Linked DNA regions of Mus musculus: all the other regions are linked to region 3. The links are chromatin contacts, called in public HiCAR-type and HiChIP or PLAC-seq maps. All regions are on one chromosome and are shown on one strand. The core of a region is the stretch at or near the end of the contact, and the rest is flanking DNA. Distances in the headings are between cores, read along the strand shown. Region 1 has its middle 11 kb from the start of Atg14. Region 2 holds the start of Ktn1 (kinectin 1). Region 3 holds the start of Ap5m1 (adaptor-related protein complex 5, mu 1 subunit). Region 4 holds the start of Lgals3 (lectin, galactose binding, soluble 3).

The links. HiCAR-type assays count read pairs that join an accessible place to other places. HiChIP or PLAC-seq counts read pairs in DNA pulled down with a chosen protein or histone mark.
Region 1: an H3K27ac HiChIP or PLAC-seq map of embryonic stem cells shows a contact between it and region 3, with 4 times the contacts expected there. The contact joins the enhancer-like site here to the promoter of Ap5m1 in region 3. A contact is called at or near these places in 2 of 39 promoter capture datasets (hippocampal neurons and liver) and 5 of 115 datasets of contacts at active chromatin or transcription factors (astrocytes, embryonic forebrain, embryonic stem cells and 2 more).
Region 2: a contact with region 3 is called in a HiCAR-type map of astrocytes, with 9 times the contacts expected there. The contact joins the promoter of Ktn1 here to the promoter of Ap5m1 in region 3. A contact is called at or near these places in 6 of 39 promoter capture datasets (the C10 cell line, cranial neural crest, frontonasal cranial neural crest and 3 more), 7 of 115 datasets of contacts at active chromatin or transcription factors (astrocytes, differentiating embryonic stem cells, extraembryonic endoderm stem cells and 4 more) and 3 of 9 other capture datasets (adipose tissue, liver and pancreatic islet).
Region 4: an H3K27ac HiChIP or PLAC-seq map of bone marrow-derived dendritic cells shows a contact between it and region 3, with 3 times the contacts expected there. The contact joins the promoter of Lgals3 here to the promoter of Ap5m1 in region 3. A contact is called at or near these places in 1 of 39 promoter capture datasets (hippocampal neurons) and 4 of 115 datasets of contacts at active chromatin or transcription factors (astrocytes, bone marrow-derived dendritic cells, embryonic stem cells and 1 more).

What each region holds. Positions count from the first base shown.
Region 1 is chr14:47,576,425-47,581,865 of GRCm38.p6, reverse strand. No RefSeq gene overlaps it. Among named protein-coding and RNA genes, the nearest start is that of Atg14, 11 kb to the right of the region's middle. Within about 2 kb of position 1,700, at least 8 of the 459 cell types and tissues checked have an H3K27ac peak or open chromatin away from gene starts, as enhancers often do. A contact at or near this core is called in embryonic stem cells, where this site is marked.
Region 2 is chr14:47,645,613-47,650,959 of GRCm38.p6, reverse strand. It overlaps Ktn1 (kinectin 1), which reads right to left and starts at 1,649. Exons shown (of 39, transcript NM_001347527.1): 1 at 1,521-1,649.
Region 3 is chr14:49,062,702-49,067,822 of GRCm38.p6, reverse strand. It overlaps Ap5m1 (adaptor-related protein complex 5, mu 1 subunit), which reads right to left and starts at 1,274. Exons shown (of 8, transcript NM_144535.5): 1 at 959-1,274. The coding sequence starts at 1,032. It overlaps Exoc5 (exocyst complex component 5), which reads left to right and starts at 1,156. Exons shown (of 18, transcript NM_207214.3): 1 at 1,156-1,697. The coding sequence starts at 1,671.
Region 4 is chr14:47,371,923-47,377,086 of GRCm38.p6, reverse strand. Lgals3 (lectin, galactose binding, soluble 3) reads right to left here and starts at 3,227. Exons shown (of 6, transcript NM_010705.3): 1 at 3,135-3,227. It also overlaps the pseudogene Gm52166.

The sequences.
Region 1 (5,441 bases), core at 451-2,950, 1.5 Mb after region 3:
TAAAGGAGGCTTTTAAAAACAATTTAAAATGGTTGGTACATAGTCAGTGGGTCCATTTTTCCCGTTATCTTTGAAAATTTGGAATCTTGCTTGGTGTCTTAGATAGGGTTTTACTGCTGTGGACAGACACCATGACCAAGGCAACTCTTATAAGTACACCACTTAATTGGGGCTGGCTTACAGGTTCAGTCCATTATCATCAAGGTTGGCAGTATGCCAGCCTCCAGTCAGGCATGGTGCAGGAAGAAATGAAGAGTTCTACATCTTCATCTGAAGGCTGCTAGAAGACTGGCTTCCACGAAGCTAGGATGAGGGTATCAAAGCCCACACCCACAGTGACACACCTAATCCAACAAGGCCACACCTATTTCAACAAGGCCTCCTAATAGTGCCACTCCCTGGGCCAAGCAAACACATTTAGGAAGGCATCAGCCCTTACAGTACATGATGTAATGCTAACCTCCATTTTGCTCCTGCTTTTTTTTTTTTAGGTCTTACATTGTATTGAGAAAGAATTGTGACTTTTTGATTTGTCTAGAGTGTGCTCTGTGTGTTGGGAGTGTCCTGTAGTCCTGGTACCCAAGGGTAGCCACTGGTTACCGTGCCTGTCAAGCACAAATAATATTTAAATTAATTGCATAGAGCAGGTCTAGACTCTTATTTCAGTGTAAGGTAAGTTCTTTTTCAAACCACCAGTCAGTATCCAAACGACACTTCCTGAAGGATGTTCTCTGCCCCAGGCTCTTGATTTTTTACATTGAGTTCTTTGCATGTATCTAAATGAACCCTGGGGCCTTTCTATTGTCTATAGGTCTCTGATCCCAGAAACACCAATTCCTAAGCAAACACGGGACAACTGTTCCAGACATAGGCAGCAATGTGTACTTCAGCACTGTTTAAAATTGGGTATCAATGGTAAGCATCTAACAAGAGGTTTTTGTAGAGGAATTTTAATCCAGCAACAGCTACTCTGGCTAGAATACAGATGTTGTGCCAGGAGACGTTCGTGAACCCCAAGGAACCGAATCTGATCCAATCACACTAGGGTCTCCTTATCCAAGCCTGAGCTTGGGCCACACCACTGTCTCTGATGGTGAGAACAGGAGAGGGTCCCAAGTGACCCGTCCAGCAGGTCCAGTTATTCGAGGATCTCGAGGGGACCTCCTCCTAATAACCAAATGGGGGGTAGAGAGAGACGAGGGTCTTGTAAGAGTAAGGACACGGAAACCGTTCTGAAGTTGTATCAGGACCCTAATGTATTGAAAAAGGTCTAAGGCTTAAATGCACAAGCAAAAGGGGAAGTACAGACACTTATCAGTGGGAGGGGTGGGGCAATACAAGCAAAAGGAGAAGTACTTATGGGAGGGGGGCAATAGAAATTCTTTCTTTTGGCAGCTACACGGGGAAGCAAGAACTTGGTGGTATCAGGGTGTGGTCAGGACATCGGTGATGACCTAGGGCTGGAACCTCCCGTGGTTCCCGGAATCCATGTGTCCGTGGCCCGCTTTTGACCCCTTTTTCTTCTCGGTGGGAGAGGCCCAATTCAGAGATCAAGAGTTGTCTTAATAGCTCCCAACACCCAAGCCCAGTTTTAGGTAAGCATTTATAGAGGGAAAAAAAGGGGTATCTAGCCTAGTACACATCAGACTGGTGGGCAATTACACCCTTTAACATAATTGGCTGGTGCTGAGAGCCTAACTATAAACTTAACTTCTGTTTTCCTCCTGATTGGTGGTTGTTAGGAAGTGAAGTGTCAGGGGCGGGCTTGTAACCTGAGGGTACAGATTTGCTGGGGAGCAACCTGGAAACTGATACTAGATGCAGGTCTTGTTGGGAGGTAACCTGGAAACTGGTGCTAGATACCAGCCTGTTAATTAACTTGAGTTCAACCTTAGGTCAGGTTCTTTAAGATGGAGTCTCAACCCAAAAGATTTGATCTCTCACAGACAACCCTTTAATTCCAGGGGCCAGAGGCAAGCAGATCTTTGAGAGACCAGCCTGGTACTGATCAAGTTCTAGGTACAAAAAAGATTAGGTCTAGGTGTTGTAGTACATGCCTTTAATCCCAGCACTCAAGAGACAGAGGCATGCAGATTTCTGAGTTCCCGTCAGTCAGTTCAGTGAAGTCACTGAGTTGAGAGGCAGCACAGGGGGGTTGAGTTCTCCGCAGTTCAACAGATGGCAGTGCAGTTTGTGGAGTTCAGAGGCAGTTTTTACCAGGACAGTTTTACAGAGACAGGTTGTTTGTAGAGAGAAAAAGCTAGACGCAGGTGAAGACAGAACAAGCCAGAGGAGAAGGAGCCAGAAGATTAGAACAGATTGCCGAGTTAGTTTGAGACCCAGCAGAGCAATTCAGTCAGAAGCAAGAAGCCAGTTGGAATCAATGAACTTGGAGTAGAGCTGAATCACAGCTGAGTTGATCCAGTTAGCCAGAGTTCAGAAAGAGCTAGAAAGAGTGAGTTCACTCAGCACTAAGCCTCCGAGATAACAATCACATCAGGCAAATAAAAGATACATTTACAGGTAATGATTCAAGTGACATGTGTATTAGTCAGTGTTCTGCTGCTGTGAAGAGACACCGTAACAACAACAGCTCTTACAAACTAAAGTACTTAGTTGGGACTGCCTTACAGTTTCAGAGGTTTAGTCCATAGTCGTCATGGCAGATAATAATGACCACACGCAGGCAGGCATAGTGCTAGAGAAGTAGCTGAGAGGTTAGCATCTGAATCTATAGTTAGCAAGGAGGGAGGAAGGGAGACAGAAAGACAGACTATGGGCTTTTTGAAACCTCAAAGCCCACTCCCAGTGATATACTTCCTAATCCTTTCAAATGGTGCCCCTCACTTGAGACCAAGCGTTCACATCTATGAGTCTATGGGGGCCATCTTTATTCAAACCTTCACATTCCATTCCCTGACCCCTATAGGCTTGTAGCAATATCATAATGCAAAAATGCATTCAACCCAGTTCCAAAAGTCCCCATAGTCTATCCCAGTCTCAACACTGTAAAAGTTTAAAGACTCTTCAGAGACTCAAGGCAATCTCTTAACTTTAACTCCAGTGAAATCAAAATCAAAAAGCAGATCGATAACTTCCTATACACAATGGCAGAAAGCATGTCTTACCATTCCAAAAGCGGAGGGAAGGAAGCCTAGTGAGGGAATCCTGGACCAAAACAAGACTTAAAGCAAGCAGGGGAATTTTTCAAATTCTGTATCTCTACATCTGACGTCAAAGTGCTCTTCAAATCTCCAACCCCTTTCAGCGTTGTTGACCGCAACATATTTCTTTCCCTTTAGCTGTTTCCAAACGTGTTAGCAGCCTTCCTCAGCAGAGATCACATGACATTAGCGACTTGACTTCCACATTTTGGGATCCACAGGGTAATCTAGGCCTCACCCTCTCAGATGCACAAAATGGCCTCTCTGAGCCTCCATGAAAGGACACTCCTGACACATGCCTGAGCCTCCATGAAAGGACACTCCTGACACATGCCTGACCTCAGTGGTTCTTCTTAGCCATGATGGAAGATTCCGTAAGCCCTTGAATCTTTGACTCTACGGCAAAGCTGCCAAGTCCTGCTGTTTGCTAGGGTTGGCACAAGGCTCCCTGCCAAGTCCTGCTGTTTGCTGGGGTTGGCACAAGGCTCCCTGGTTCTGCTGCTGACCACTTTCCTCACTGCTTATGATTTTATTTAATTACTTTTTACAAGTTAGAAGCTTAGCTGGGTGGGGTCTTATCCTGAGGTCACCACTCCTATCATTTGGTGTAGCATTTGGCTTTTCTTTAAACTTTCTCTCTTTCCCTCCCTCCCTCCCTTTCTTTCTTTCTTTCTTTCTTTCTTTCTTTCTTTCTTTCTTTCTTTCTTTCTTTCTTTCTTTCTTTCTTTCTTTCTCTCTCTCTCTCTCTCTCTCTCTCTCTCTCTCTCTCTTCCTTCCTTCCTTCCTCCCTCCCTCCCTCTCTCTCTCTCTCTCTCTCTCTCTCTCTCTCTCTCTCTCTCTCTCTCTCTCTCTCTCTCTCTCTCTCTCTCTCTCTCTCTCTCTCTCTCTCTCTCTTTTGGTTTTTCGAGACAGGATTTCTCTATGTAGCCTGTCCTGTCCTGGAACTCACTCTGTAGGCCAGGCTGGCCTCAAACTCAGAAACCCACCTGCCTCTGCCTCTGCCTCCTGAGTGCTAGGATTAAAGGTGTGCGCCACCACACCCAGCTTTTTTTTTTTCTTCTTCTCCTCCTATACATTTTGTATCTTTCCTTGATCAGCTTGCTTCTTTTCATTATAGATCTGTGTAAGAGTAGCCAGCAAACATGACACAAGAGTCAATACCAGCCTGTCTTGAAATTTCCTCTGCTGCTGCCACTAATCCAGTTTAACCCCAGGCAGATTTTTTGGGCAAGGGCAGAAAGAAGCCATATCCTTCAAAATATCACAAGAATGGTCTCTAGGCCATGTAAGCAGTATTCTTCTCCTCTGAGCCCTGGTGAGCCAGGCTGTCATAGTCTACATTGCTCTCAGTACCTCTGTCCTCCATGCTCATGGAGGTCCATTAAGGGGTATATGCCCATTAAGTCTCAATTAAAGGGTTTAACCGCTTTTTCTAGTCCAGCGTTCTAAGTCCACATTCTGCCAACAGCAGCATGGTCAAGACTACCCCAGGAGTTGTGTATATTTGGGAGCCTTTGTGCAGCTATAGCTGCCACAACAATGCTGTCTTTACCATATCCCCATCCCAGGAGAGCATTCTAACCTTTCTAGCCTCTTTAATCCTAACTGTTTGGCCCCGCAGCCAGAGTGGCTCCCTCTTCTCAGCTCAGCCCTCAGCAAGGGCAGCGAGGGCTTTAGAGAACAGCACCACACCCTCTACTCCTGGATACACATCTGGTCCAAAGTACTGGAGCAAATGCAGGATGGAAGATGCTTTTACAGCCTTGATCAGTTAAGTCTTTTCATTTCAACCTTTAACCTCTCGGGAGAAGGAACAGTGAGACTGTTCAATCAAGTGGGTAGGGACAGTGGGAGGGACTTCCTTTGCTTTCCTTTCCAACCCCACCCCATCCCAACAGAAGGTGAAAGTGGCTGGTCTTTTCTTACCGCTAAACTACAATTCACTCTGAGATTTAATGTGAGCCATTCTCTCTCTCTTTCTCTCTCTCTCTCTCTCTCTCTCTCTCTCTCTCTCTCTCTCTCTCTCTCTCTGTGTGTGTGTGTGTTTCTTTTTTTCCCTCTTCTAATATGATCTGGCAATTTTTTTTCAGAAGTCTGAGCTCTGAGGGCAGCTCCATCCCCTCCTGGTGCAATATACAACACCCCTCCTGTGTTTTCTTCTTCAACCTAGGTAGGTAGGGATAGTTTGTAAACTCATAATACATGTTTCATATTTTTAATTGTTTATTTTAACTTTACGTGCACTGGTGTTTTTCTTGCATGTATGTTTGTGTGAGG
Region 2 (5,347 bases), core at 400-2,899, 1.4 Mb after region 3:
TTAGGGGGAAACTATATCAGAGAAAGAGGCTGCTAATACTTAGGGAGGTCATAGAAATATACCAATAAAATAAAACAAACCAACGGCTTTCCATAATGCTGACAATGAATCAAGAAAGGATTATATACTGGGTATCCTTTGTGATATTAAAGTGTTTAATACACTTGAGGAATTTTCCCGATATATTTGAGTGTGTGTCTCAGTAATGTAGAACACCTTATTCTCTAATGCACCTGATAATTAAGACATGTATGTCTACTGAGGGCTACAAAATTCAGAGACGTTTCTAACTCAGGGTTGGCATGGGGAAAGAACCTACATAATTAAGCCTAGCTATTTCGTGTAAGGTCTCTAAAAGAAAGGTGGAATGGGAAAGAGGCTTATTTACCAAGCAACACATCAGATATGAAAGGCTACCGCGGCACATACAGAACACAGGTCAGCCGGAATGCCCCAGGGCAGCATGGACAGATTATCTCAGGTCTCATCACCAAATGCTTTTACCCACACCAGAGCCACTGCTGCCAGTGCTTGCGGGTGAGGGGAGAAAACAAGTGCAACCTAATTCAGGCAAAAAAAAAAAAAAAAAGTTAAATCACCCCTAAGTCACCTGCTACACAACTCAATGTCTAGTTCACCTTTGGGGAGCTCCTCTTTACCTGGGTGTGGAGCTGTCAATTTCTCAGAACACTCCAAAACTTTGAACTATTCTATTCGGCCCGCAGCTTCTGAAGCTATGCTAATCCACATAGCTGCTAAGGAATCCACTTCTAGCAGTGGCCCTGCTGTTAGAATCCGGGTTTCCGCCTCCTCCCAGAAGGACCCGAAGACACTAAACAGCGCACTTTTTGACCTAAACCGAGAGGCAGCCGGACAAAGAAGAGAACGCTGCTTCCCAAGCCCCGGTCTCGGATGGCCGAACTCTGCTCCCTTACGCCAAAAGCGGCCAGATCCGGGACACCCCAAATTCTATTGTTGGACACCAAGGCGGACACACCCCTGGGAGAGAGGGAGAACTTCGCAGGATTTCCCCTAACTCCCAGGACCGGGTGGTGGGAGGGGCGGCGCTCCGGGACAAGCGAGGGGAGAGCCGCTCCAGCATGGCGCACGCGTGGCCCAGCCCGAGCCCAGGGCGCCCGAGGCGAGGCGAGGCGCTCCCTCTGGTCACCCTCATCAGAGCCTTAATCCGCCAGCCCGCCCTGGGGCCTGCGAGCCCAGCTAAAAATAGGCTCCTCGGTCACCCCGCGGCCCTGGCGGATCGACCTCGCCCTCAGAGGAGATGGCCGGGGAGCTCCGGCCACTCGCGGACCTGGGATCGGACCTTGCAGCCACGGGGAGATCGCCGAGCCAGAACCCTGGAGCCCGAACCCGCAGGCGGATCCTCGGAGCGGGCCGGCGGCGGCGCGGCCTGGGCGGACGCTGCACACTGCGACCTCCGTGCGAGGCCTACCCCGCGAGCGCAGCCCCCCGCCCTGCGCCCCGCGCCCGCGCGCCCTGGAGTCCCCGGCCCTGCTCCTCACCCTGCGCAGCCGGGTACCAGGCCGGGACGATGCAGCGGCGCGAGCTCTACCTCCTGGTCAGCGCGCTCCCAGGCCCCGCCGCAGTAGCTCAGGTGCCGTCGCGCCGCCCCGCAGGAAACGGGCGGCTTCGGGGCGGGGCGGCTCCGCACGTCCGGGCGTCGCGGCCAGAGGGGCCCGGAGACCGGCCCCTTAAAGGGACAGGTCCGCGCAGCCGGCGGCCTCCAGATGCCCCGCGCTGGGCTGCAGAGACGTCACCCTCCGCCTGGAAGTCCCTGCGGAATCCCTTCATCCATTCAACCCTACTCTGCCTCCCCCAGTCGGCCTTGGTCTCACGTGACCCTCGCACAAAAGTACCACTTGGCCCCCGACACGGGTTGATTCCTTTTAACCGTACTCCAAGTTGCTAGACATACACACACACACACACACACACACACACACACACACACACACACACACACACACACACGGCTGGGATTTCTCCTCCGAAATCCGCAAAACGAGGAATTTATAGAGCCGACCTAAATAAGTTGTGTGCAAATATTGTAAGGCTGCAATGCTTGCTGGCTGCTGGCCATTCCTTAAGCAAGGTTAAATAACTAGAAACTGCAGCGCTAAGAGGGGTTGACCAGAATCTCTGCGTCTCTCTGCTCTTTGCTGCGAGGATGGAAGCTTTTTCTCCGGTGTTGCTTTTTAGTGTTTTATTATTATTATTATTATTATTATTATTATTATTATTATCTCAGACAACGCCAGTCACTGCCCTGAACATATCTACAACATACTCTAAACTCTCCTCAAAAGTTACCAAATGATTGGCACGCTTCTAGAGTGTGGGGTAGAGAAATAGAATCAGACTCACCATTACCATTACCCAGGAGCAATCCTTAATGATTGGAGCATCAGATAAGTCTCAACATTAACAACAGAGAATGTCCTCATCATAGGCTAGTTACAAGAATGCTGCGCATCTGTCTGCGTTCGAATGATTTCCGCCCAAGCTTTCAGAGCTCTTCAAAGCAGAAATGAAAGCTGAAGCGTTTGTAGCAACAGCCTGATGAGGTATTGAGAATTCCACCAGTGTCCAATCACCACTTCTCAAGGAGCTTGCTCTTTTCCTTTCTCATGAGTATTATTCAGCACTCACCAGCTCCAAGGCCAGCAAAACACTGTTTCTGAGCTGCTGTCTCTTGAACCTGTAAGTGCCAGAAGATTTGGCTTTGTTGGGAAGTGAGGCCATTAGTAGCTTAATACAAAGTGTAACTGTATCATTTCTGTAATGGAATGTAAAGGTTCTTGAATAGCTTACAAACAACTCTGTAATTGCGCCCCCTCCACCCACAAAAAAGTTTCCAGTTAGATTTTTTTTTCTGACATTAGGAAAAGGACACCATCATTTGCATACAAATGATACATAGGTTCCTTCGTAAGTTACATAGTAGCATGGTCTTTAGGGAAGCAATCCTCCAAACGTCTTACTTCTTATAGTCGATACAGAAGTATAAATGCGCCAGCCACTTCTATTCGGATGAACTTTGACTTCTCAAAGGGGAACAGCTGGATGCTTCCTTCCTATAAGCTTTCTAATTGCTCACATCAAAACAAAAAGATGTACTAGATATGTTACAGGTGGCAAGCCCTATTGGTATTTAAGACTAATCCTCTAAGTTTTGAAGTATAGTAAAATGTAACATAATTAACTATAGTTAACACACATAATTAACCTAAGTTATAATTAACTGTGACTGCTGCTCACTACTCACCGATGTCATGTCCATGTCGCTGAAACCCACAACTAACTTGCTAAAAGGAATTAGCACTCCCCATCTGAGTTATCTCTTAAAACAATCAGAAATTAAACCTTATTGAAAACTATAAGGTATAATGTAGCTACCGAAAGACTATTTCTCCCCTCCCCCCTGCGCCCCCCCCCCCCCCCCGGACAAAAAGCACAGTTTACTGCTTTTAGCTTGTACCAGTTTTCTTCTTAACGGATTTTGGGGAAGATTTGAAGGCATGCAATATATTGATAGATGAAGAGGCGCCTGCCCATTCCTGTTTTGACCATGTAGGCTTCCCAGAATTGGGGAGTTCTGTAGAGATCAGAGTAGCATCTGAGTAAGAGATTGTATCTCACTCAGCCAGCTCAGGGAAGGCAGAGATAAGCATTGAAGTAAAGCAGCTCACAGTACTGGAAGGGAGGCTGGAAGGATGCCTGCCTTCATCTGAATAAAGGAGGAAGAAGGTTCTCAGAAAGTTCAGCTGCAGATCTACAAGGAACCAGCTCTCAAACAGAGGAACTGTTGGATCCATAGGGGCTTGCGCTGTGCCCTTTGTTTGGGAATCTTTTTTTTTTTGGTTTTGGTTTTGGTTTTATGAGACCGGGTTTCTCTGTGTAGCCCTGGCTGTCCTGGAACTCACTCTGTAGACCAGGCTGGCCTCAAACTCAGAGATCCACCAGCCTCACGCCCGGACAGAATTAACATTATGCCAAGTTTTTGGACCCACTGTCTCTTGGAGCCACTGATCTTAAAGCTCTAAATTCCCTCTTAAATCCCACTCCTGGCCTTAGTGGCACAAGCCCTTAATCCCAGGGAGGCAGGGGCATGAGGATCTCTGAATTCGAGGCCAGCCTGCTCTACAGAGCAAGTTCCAGCAAGAAAATTCCACTGCATCACTGAGAGACCCTGAGACTAGATGGAGAGAGAAACGACTCAACTGGACCCCTAAACTTTCAAGAGGCTTCCCCTTCTAGGACGCCACTGTTGAATAGACACCCGCCACCATGTTTTGCTGGTTCAACAGTTTTAAAAGCTACTTTTTGGAACTCATATATATTGTTTGGAGAATGTCACAGTTTAAAAAAAAAAAAAAAAAAAGGAGCAGAGTCCAAGCTCTATTTCAAGTTGTTATTCTGTGAAGGCTACAAAATGATTTTTCCTGATGACAAGCCGGGTGACACAGAGCTCTGGCCGGCAGCCCTCTGGCGTCCTAAGGGGCCTCCATTCCATCAATCTCCTCTGCTGGCTCTCTTGTTCACATGTCTTGCTCTCCGCACTGGAGCTCTCTGCTCTCATTCTTGCCCTGTCACTCTAGCTCTCCCTGGCTCTCAGTTATGTGAGAAGTACCCACTGATGGGTTATATGTCCACCAGCGAAATGAGCCAATTCAAGCCAGACTAGATTATAGTAAAGGCGGGTTTATTGAGAAGTTGCTCTGCAGGAAGTTCACTGGCCCCGAGGATGGAGGCCAGGGGAGTCGCCATGGGGAGAGGGGGAGAGGGAGGGAGGGATTGAGGAAGAGAGAGAGAGAACAAAAGTTTAGGGTCTGGGTTTGCCACGTTGAGACTGGAAGATGCGGGGAGAACCTGGAGGCCAGGTCTGCTTTGATATATAAAATATGCACCTCAGCCCCTTCCTTTCCTTGGGTCTGAAACTGAACACCCACTAGGCAGTGTGTATCTACCCATTAGATACCATTCCTGCCAATTTGTTTCTATACCCACAGCAGGGTTCTGCTGCACTCCTTAGCAAAGTGACCAGTGACATTCCCGGCCACAAAGCATCTTAGAGTTCATTTGGTAGAGCCTGTCTGTCATGTGACACCACGGATGATTCTTGAAAAACCCCTCGTGCTTTGGCTTCAGTCACGTGACTTTTCTGAATTACAAGACAGCATGGTTTCTGAGATGGGAACCCACTTCCCAGCAGAAAGACTCATGCTGCAGCTAAGGCCCGAAGTATTTACCAGAAGTAGCTAACGTGATGGAGTGATGGGAAATGGCTGTTAAAGACCCATTTCCAGCGATGAGCAGGAGAGATGGTGGC
Region 3 (5,121 bases), core at 25-2,524:
GTCTACACAGTGAATTCTGGGTAAGCCAGTGGTACACAGTGAGGCTCTGTCTCAAAACCACAGCAACAAAAACCTAATAACTGAGTTCCTCAGTTACACCATTCAAATGCTTTCTGGTTTACATTCGAAGAGATTTAAAATTGGTCACCTTTCTACCATACATTGCTGCTTTCCAAGAACACACATCTACTCATTAACACAGAGGCTTCTTAGAAATAATGCCAAGAGACAGGTAACAACTTCAAGAACTGACAGATGGGATCTCCTGAAATCAAAACAGTTCTGCAAAGCAAATAAAACTACAAGCAAAGTGGCGAGACAGCCTATAGACTGGGGGGAACTTAGCCAGCTATACTTTATATCGGGGTTAATATCTAATATAAAGAACTGCAGAGTCCTCTCCATAGAATTATCTTGGTAAGATATGGCAAATTCTAAAGGTGGGACCAAACCACTTATGCCACCTGGATAAAAAGGTGACTGTAATTTAATTTTTCACACTTCTATTTTGCTCACCCACTAGAAGCTGCAAACTATAACGTTCTTTAAGCAATCATTTTTGTACCAAACTTAAACAGATGGAATTAATTTTAAAGATACATTAGTATAGCCGGGTGTCGTGGCCCACACCTGTAATCCCAGCACTCTGGAGGTATCTGTAAATTCAAGGCCAGCCTGGTCTACGTATCAAGTTCTAGGACAGCCAGGTATACATGAATCCTGTCTCAAATATATAAATAAATAAAGATACAATAGCAGTAATACTAGAAAACATGTAGCATCATGTAACAAGCAACTCATTCCTTACAACAAAGTGAGATAAACGTAGAAAGCCTAAATTGCCCAAGGGCACCCTGCTAGCTGCTCCTGGGACAGCTGAGACTCAGCGCACCACAAAAACTCCTGCTTAGATTCATCCTTGGACCCATCATGCCTGAGGATCCAGACTTGCAATTACCTGGAGAATCTGACGGTGCCTCCAAGTGGAGTTCCTGGTTCGTGACGTATGAGCCACACTGCCCGCAGGGCCATGGTTAAGCCTCCCAAGTATCAGAGCGATGTAGAAACTAAGGTCGCCATCCAGCCAAAGTAGACCCCGCCTTCTAGATGGGCTGTACCAGGCAACGTCCGGGTTCTCCCTGAGCCGCAAGAGCTCACTGGAGATGCTCGCTCTTCCGGGTGAGGTGACTCAAGTCTCCCGGTCCCTTCAAGAGATTAAAACACTCCTCAGAAGGTCTTAAGAACCTACACCCGGAATCTCAAGGGACTGGAATACTCTTCTCGCCCACTTCCGGGACGGCGGCCCGCGAGGCTCAAGACGCGTCACCCTGTCGCAAACGAGCGCCTCCGCGGCCCGCTCGCCGCTCGCTCCTTTCGCCCGCCCCGCGAAGTCGGCCGGGCGCGCGCAGCCCCACTTCCGGCGTGCGAGGCGGTGACAATGGGAGCGGCGCGGGCGGCGCCGGGAGGCAGCTGACAGGCGTCTGCGGCTCCGCTTCATGGCTGCTCTCCCTCTCTGCCTTCGCTGTGTGAGGACCGGGGCAGCCAGCAGCGGTGCGCAGCCCGGGCCGGAGGCGGTAGGCCGAGCTGGGACTGGTGAGCGGCGCCGCTGAGGCGCAGCATGTGAAGCGGAGACGGCCTCGAGCGCGGGGCGAGCCTCTCAGCCGGCCGGCATGGCCACGACGGCCGAGCTCTTCGAGGTGGGTCCCGGGGCTCGGCGGGCGGCGGCGGCGGCGGCGGGGGAGGGGCGGGTGGCGGCGGGACGCTGGGCCGGCTCGGGTGGCAGGGCGGCCAGACGTCCCGGAGACCGGACGGGCAGTGGGCAGGGCTGACTCCGGAGCCCAGGGCCGGCGAGCCGGGTCTTGCTGTGCGGATCCTCGCGACGGTGCTACAGGGGGCATCTGAATGGAGACTCTGGGGGGCTCCTCGGTGCCGAGGTTCCGACAAGCTCAGAAGCGGCCCTGGGGTGCCTGCCGTCTTACCTTACAGTCGAAAAGGCTGGGAGGATTCTTTTAAGGACAATAAAGGCCTACTTAGCCTCAGCACGGAAGGGAAGCGACACATCTTACTGCATTTAATTGCTGTGGAACCCTCCGACTGCTAGTTAAAGGATCCTTGGGCTGTGAGAAGCTGTGGGAGCGTTCAGGTGCATTTTCTTGAGTGTTTCAATATTTAAACTTGACAGTTGGATTTTGTGGCGTGTCAGTGTCAGAAGCGGTGAGGTTTGAGATAATGGAATGGGGTTACAAGACAATGAAACAGTATCTTCTTGTGTGGAAAAAAATAGAAGTAGTCATATGAAGAAAAATGAGGAATACACCTTCTCCCCCGCTGGGGCGTGATTACTCCATAGCAGCAGAAGTGTAAGTTGTAGAGAACACTGCAGTTCACAGTTAAGAATGTCACCATAGGTGAAAATTGTATCCATTGAGCATCAGCGTGTTCTGTGGCGTGAATTTTAAATGCCATTGTTTCCATTAAAAAAAAAATCTAACTTTTCAGTTACTTTTTTTTGTTACTGAACGTTGACTTGCAGTCATTCCTAGCATAGATACTGCATTTGTTTAGAGAAATAGCATGCCTAAATTGTAAGTTGTAATGAAAGTGATTTGAGTAAAAGTTATAATTACACCTAGGAAAAATTTATTGCTGTTCCTCAGATGTAAATGTCTGGAGATATTATAACATTTGCTTCACCAGTCATAAAATTCTGCTCATTTACTGTGTATCCTTGGTCAAGATACTAGGTAATTCTGTAATTACTTGTTTCAATTTTTATATCTTACAGGCTTTGGGATCTTTAAATAATACTTTCATGACGAGCTACTTATTAACAGAAAAACAGTATATTATCCTACTGTTATAGTGAATTCTCTTTAACATCCACAATTTCCTCTTGGATGGAAAATTATATTTTCTTCTTTAGACGTATACCAAGATGTCTTCAGTAACTTATTCGAAAATGTGTTTTCTTTCTCAGGGATGAAGAAAGTGGGGGTGGGGGGAAGGGGTGAAGAAATTTGTATTTTGTTCTCTAAGTCTTGTCATTTAGTGGAGTTGTTAAAGTTGTTTAGCTTAGTGACAGCAGTTCTGTAGGAGAGAAACCCAATGATGATACAGTAATCGGAAGATTCGTAGAACACACAGGCATATTGATAGGTCTCATAACTGGAGTGATCCCAACTCTGTCATTTGTAGTTGTTGTTTCATCAAAATCAGAAACATAATAATAGTTACAATGAAGTAGTGCCAGTTATGCATAATTAAGTCTGTTTGTCCTTTCCTGTGAGTCTAACCCTGCACTAGGTTCTGCTTGTGAATAAACCTTCATTCTCCAAGTGAAAAGTTACCTTTTTTTTTTTCTAATAGAAAGGGAAGAAGGAAAAAGGCCCCCAGTGTCTGCTGCCATTTCCTGCAGCTACTGCTACAAATATGGGTTGCAGATTAAGTCAGGCTGTGTCTTTCTCTCCTACTTCCCATTCTAAGTCACAGCTGGAGAGCAAGGGAAACAGGGCAGGATGTAGTCAAGGATATTTTGTTTTTATGCATCCTGGTTTTCATGTACTTCTAAATAGAATTGGACTTCCATTTTCCACATCAGAGAAATTAAGTGGAAACAAAGTTGAGCTTTGAATTTATGAAATTTCATTGCTAACTCTGCTTTTTATAAAATCTTATTACTGGTTTGGTGACTCATCCTTTTTTAAACAGACAACTTCTGACAATAAAATCAAACTGTAAATCTTTACTCAGTTGACGGGATGATTTATTACTAGGTGACTCAGTTATTACAATAATGTATATCCTGGAAGTTGCCCAGAATACCTTCTTAATTTCATTCCTCGTTGACAGGTCTTTCTGAAGGAATCTGTCTGTGGTGTTTTTAAGTAATAAACTCAGGATGGCCTATCTGAACTGAGATTCCTCAGTGGTTTGGATAGTCAGCATATTAAAACATGGCTTGAGTGGTAAATTCTTCTGTTGCTGCCTATATTGCTCTTTTTCTATGTACCACCGAAGATACTTCCTTCTCCTTTGTTGACTGTCTCTCCTGTCATTCTTACTGATTCTTCACATTTCTCTTGGTAGGTTACATTTTATAGGAGAGTTCTTTGTTAAAAACTAGGGCCAGTTATTCATTCAGTAAATATTTTTGAGTACTTATCAACTTCAAGATAAACTGCTAAAATTAACAGTATTGAATGTCTCATCAGACATGCCACAGAAAAGTCTATTCATTGGTTAAAAGATCCTGAAGTAAAAAATTATAGTTGGGGTAGACAGATGAGTTAACTGATAACATGGTGCAGAGGAAGGTCAGACTCCTTCTCCTGGGGTAATTAGGGAAAGTCCCACATACTAATAGTATCCCAAGTTAGGTGTTAATAGATGAGAGTAGAAACTTCAAGCAGGAGGGTAACTCCAGCTTGTAAGGGGAAGGGTAGACCAGTTTGGTCTACAGAGTGAGTTCCAGGACAGCCAGGGCTATACAGAGAAACCCTGTCTCGGAAAAAAAAAAAAAAGAAAAAAGAAAAAAAAAAGAAAGAAAGAAAGAAAGAAAGAAAAAGAAAGAAAGAAAGAAAGAAAGAAAGAAAGAAAGAAAGAAAGAAAGAAAGACTGAGAAGAGGGAAGAGGGCAGTGTGTGTGTTTCTGTGTGTGCGTGTGCGCGTGCACGTTTGTGTGTGAAGAAAGTAGTGGTTCAGGACAAGTGTTTGAGAGGAGAGGGAGAATTTGAGGAAGTTTTAAGAAAGTTTTTGTAGATCATGTGTAAAGGAGTTGATGACTTTTTCCTAGTAGGCTTACATGAGTCATAAGACTTTAATGTTATTGTGAATAATGACTTTCAGTGTGGATTATTGATATCTGTCATTGTTACTAATAACTGTTCTTGACATTTGTCAATCCTTTCAAATTGTCTGTTTTTGATTATTTAACCTAGAAGGTAAAATTCTTAAACTAATTTATTGGAGACAGAAAGATGAGGATTTGGGAAGGCATTTTGGAAAAGAACAAAGAGAATTTGGTTACAGAGGAGTTAGTTTATGTGTGTTCATGAAGTTGGGAAAGGAGGTGGTTGATGATACATGAACCAGAGCAAAGAAAACATAATTGTGTGTTAAGGAG
Region 4 (5,164 bases), core at 1,978-4,477, 1.7 Mb after region 3:
ACGGAGCTGTTTTTGATTTTGTTAGCAATCTGGTGACACTGGCTGGAGAAAACATCCCACTGTGAAGTGAGGGATCTGAGAGCTGATTCGGTGGCCAGAAGCCATCTCACTGGCATCTTGGGGACAAGGTTCCAAAGTTTCCTGACTCCTAATTCAGGTTTGTCCTATACTAGTTTAAAAGTGTACGTTTTTGATGTTTTAAAATAGACTCCTTTGAAATTTTTAGTTACTTCCCTGAAAAATTCTCTGGCTTGTTCATCCAGAACTACATAGCATGCTGAAATAGTAAACAGATTTAAAAATAAAATAGAGCTTTGGCCAGAACACTAACTCGGTGAATCATTCAACACACAGGCTGCTGAGTACAGAATGCTTTTGTGCACAGTCACATTGTTAAGAAAAACCACATTTTAACCAATAAATTGTGGTTTTCCAAAAAAAAGTATTCATTGTTTTTAGCTGTTGTTTTTTTATTGTATTTACTTATTAAACATAGATTTTTTTTTAATTGAGGTGTGTGTACTGTGAATGTTTATGTGTCTATTGCAGTGAAGATTTAGTCTTTGGCTATTGAGAGAGCTAGGCAAATAGGCATCTGAATCATAAATAAGACTCACCTAGGACACTTGAGCTCACTGGCAGGAAGTAAGAAGTTCGCTTATATATTTTAAGACAGGTCTTATTCTTTGGCCCAGTTTGGCTTAGAATTCTAAATGTAGCCTATGCTGGCCTTGTACCTGAGGTACTCTGGGTTCTGCCTCCTGAATGTTGGAATGACAGGCACTTACGCCCACACCCACCTAAGGAACAGTTCTTTGGAAAGCATCTGAGCATATTCAGGATGCAGAGGCAGGAGGGTGTCATAGACCCAGGCCTGCCTGATGTATGGAGTTCCAGCCAGGGCTGCCTGTGAGACCCCATCTCGAAAAATGATGAACAAATGCTTTTGATCCAGTGAACTATCTCATTGATTGAGAACCCTTGAATAGACTCATTCTACGGAAAAATGATCAATTTTTCCAGTCAACCCTCAAGCAATTCTCTACCTCTTCTGCTTTGTGTACAATTTAGTGAGCCATCCATTAAATACTTCTTAGCTTAAGCCTGAAAGACCTCATCCATGTCCTCCCCAGAAGATGGAGTAAGTGCAGATTTTAAACCAAACTCCTAAACATTCTGAATTTAGGAGGCTAGTCTCCATCACAGATAACTATGACTATCTCAGGGGAAAAGGCTAGGGTAAAGATGGCTGGTCCACATCTGTAATCCCAGTCCTCGGGAAACCATGGGAGAAAGAGTAGCATAGGTTCAAGGCCAGCCTGAACTCTGTACTGAGTATGAGGCCAACCAAGGTTATATTGTAAGACCCTATCTCAAGAAACAAGCAAAACAAAGCAAAAATGATCAGTGACCAAGAAGGAGACAATTACTAGGTGTGGTTGTACTGGCCTGGAAAATCACAAGTTCTAAACCAGCCCTGTCTGAACAAAAAAACTAGCATTCTTTCAGATGGGCACTGCCTCCCCCCCCCACCACCACCAAAGACTGTTGTTGCAGACAAGCAAGGCTTTTGTTATTAAACTTCAAGTTTTATGGAAACAGTTGGGGGTGGTAGTTTACACTGTTAGCCCCTGCACTTGGGAGACTGAGACAGGATTGAATATTGAAAGCCAGCCTGGGCTACATAGTAAGTTCCAGTCCTGCCTAGGCTGCAGTGGCAGCCTGTCTCCCTGGGATGGTTTGTATATGCTCGGCCAGGGAGTGGCACTAACTGAAGGTGTGGCCCTGTTGGAGTAGGTGTGTCACTGTGGGTGTGGGCTTTAAGACCCTCATCCTAGCTGCCTGGAAGCCAGTCTTCCACTAGCAGCCTTCAGATGAAGATGTAGAACTCTCAGCTCCTCCTGCACCATGCCTGCCTGGACGCTGCTATGCTCTTGCCTTGAGGATTATTGACTGAAGCTCTGAACCTGTGAGCCACCCCCACCACAATTAAATGTTGACCTTTATAAGAGCTGCCTTGGTCATGGTGTCTGTTCACAGCAATAAAACCCTAACTAAGATACTTCCCCTGCCCCCAAAGGTAAATAAATAAAAATACGGAACTATAAACTTGAAGCAAACATCTTGGAATTTCAGAAAGTGATAGTTTTTACACACTGGTTTCTGTTCTTTTCCTCAGAATTAGCCGGGTCACTAAGTCCAAATGTTCTCATTATCCAGAAACCCTACTCCCCGGGGGTCGCTTTATAAATATTCCAATTTCTTCAAATAGGAATCACTTGCTTCCCTGCTAGGGTTAGCCGGAATCCTAAGCCTCAGTCTCAACTCCCCCTCCCCACCCATTCCCGTCCCATCCTCGATTCCCTGCAATAGTGCTTGAGTAACATAATTCAGCATAAATGCAACCTTTGAAAGCCTCTCGCTAAGGGTCTGCACTCTGAGACCAACACGGCCACACCCAAGACTTCCTCCACCCAGATCTAGAGGTTATTGCACAAATAACCACACTGGTCACGAATGAGTCACTTGGCTTACAAAAAAATGTTAGAGGTTACAGTAGTTCTTCATCCCGACACATGCGCACTAGGGCTTGGGCAGCACTGTCCTGTGCGGTCAAGCACGCAGCGGGTGGCTATAGCCCCTACCTCCGCTGAACCTGGTGGAACTCACTGGCACCACACAGCAAGATCTCTAGTGGAAGGCTTCCACGTGCACCAAAGGAGCCTGCTGGAATTCCTCCAGGAGTCAGGAATCCTGGGCGATGTCTTTTGAGTCTCCAAACTCCCACCCCCACCCCCAACGTGCCAGAAGAGGCACCTGATCCCTATGGCCAAGCTAGGGGCCAGCTACAAGGTGGATCTCCGTAGGTTGTGGCTCACTCTAACGCAGGGCTTCGAAGGAGTGCCCAGGGCCCGCTGGCATCCCGCCATCCCAAAGAGACTTAGTATGTAGGTCGTGAATAACTTTCTCCGAGAGTTACCCGCAGGAGAGCCAAGGCGGTAGACCAGCGCCTGGGACCCTGAAGGTCACCTCCGTCCATCTCCCGGGAGCCCAGCCCTTTCTTGGTGCACTGAGCAGCACCGGTCCCCGCGCCCCGCGCCGCTCACCTGGGTAGTGCTCTCTGTGCCGCTCACCTGATTAGTGCTCCACCCGCCGCTCCGCTAGCTGTCAGAGCTGGGCGGTGGCTCGGCCGCTTCTAGTACTCTTTTCCCCGGGCCCGCCCTCCCAGGGCGGGGCAGCATCCCTCGCCCTGCAGGCGCCTGGCTGGACCGCGCCCCACGGACCACGGAGCTTCCCCACAGTGGACTGGGACACGCCCGCCAGCCTGTGCCCCTCACCTGTGCCCCGCAGTGGGCCCTAGCCGACCGCACCCAGACTCTCAGACTCACCCAATTCCCTTGTCTGAAGCTGCCTGTCAGGGTCTCATCCTGCCCCTAATTCCTTCACCTGAAGCCTTCCGCAGAAATGGCAGTGACTTTGAGTGTGAGGGAAGGGAGGAGCAGGTGTCCCTGACAAATCTGAGATGTAAGAGGTGCCCCTGTTTGCATTCACTCCTGCTCTGGATTTTGCTGGGCTGGGTAAACCCAATGTGGTACATAGTAGGTTCTCGGTAGGTATTTGTTGGTTGATTGATTGATGAGTGAATGAATGAATGTGGACGAATGAATTAATGAATGAAGTAGTATGAATGTGTGAATTGATTCCTAGGAAGATGTTTTCTCAAAGATTGGAGGAGAGTTACAGCACGGGCAAGGGGCAGTTAAATCAAGAGGACAGGGTGTAGCTCTGTCTATATGAAAATAGTTACAAGGAACAGCCGCTTTTGCAAGAGGCTGATAACCAGTTTGGAACCATTTATATAGATTAAAAACTTGAGTGATGTGGTTAAGGATATTCAAGATAATTTTTCCCCAGCTTCAGATACATCAGCTAATATCTACCAAACACTTATGCACCCCACTCTATGCCTAGGGCTTTACATACATTTATGGAGTTGGCATTATTTTAATCCTATTAGGTCCAAAGCAGCCCCCCAGAATGCCAGTGCTGGTCCTAAACAGAGGGACTCTGGCTGCACAAACAGAAGCTTATAGGTGGTTTCTGTTGACCAGGGATCTCCCTTAGTCTGCCCCCAATGTCAACTACCTCAGGCAAGGGCACCTGCTTCCCGGTCAATCCCAACAGCCTGTAACAGCTCAAAGCCCCCCATTCTGCTGACTTCTCCCCACACCCGGGGCAGGGGAATGTTTATTGCCTTGGTGGTTTGAGCCCCAATAAACTTATCTTTCTACTCATTCAGTGATGTCGCTGTGCCCTTGCTTACAAATCCCATTTTAGACATGAGAAAATATGGGTATAGAGAGTCAAGCATAATCCCGTAAGGGTGCTTGCTACAAAGCCCGACGCCTAACTTTGATCCCTGTAACTCAAGAGGAAAGAAGAGAACCAACTCTTGAATGTTGTCATTTAAGCCACATACACATGCTCACATGCATATGTGCAAATATAAATGCATTTTAAAATATTAAAACATCGCTTCTCGGCCTTTTGGCTAAGATCAAGTGTAAAATATTAAAACATGTAAATAAAATTTTAGAAATAAATATATGTATTTTTTTAAAAAATCACTGTAGGTAGTAGGTGTGGTGGCTCATGTCTTTAATCTCTTGGGATCTGCATGCTCTTGGGATGCAAAAACAGGCAGATCCCTTCAAGTTTAAGGCCAGCCTGGTCTGTATGGCGATTTGAGGCCACCAGGGATGTACAGTCAGGCCTTGTTTCAAAAACAAAAATGAAAAACCCCAAACAATCACTGTGACCATTGGCTTATGTAAGCCACGGAGCACTCCAGCTGTCACTTGTCACCTGGCTCTCCAGATTTCCTGTAGTCTCTAAAGTAATCAATTATTAGTGTGTTAATAAAGAGTCCCGGCCAGTTTTGCACAACCAGAGGGAAATGTGCACGCAAACTCTCATTCCAGGGGCACTCAGGAGGCCTGCTCTAGTCTCTAGGATAGACTTACAAGCTCGGCAGAGCCTGTGGCTGGTGATGCACTCATTGCTGCCCCTCCAAGCTTACACACACGGAAGTCACTGTGTGGCTGGAGAAGAATTCGCAGGCCATGAACTCTCCTCTACACAGGTAGCCTGGCAACAAGCTTGT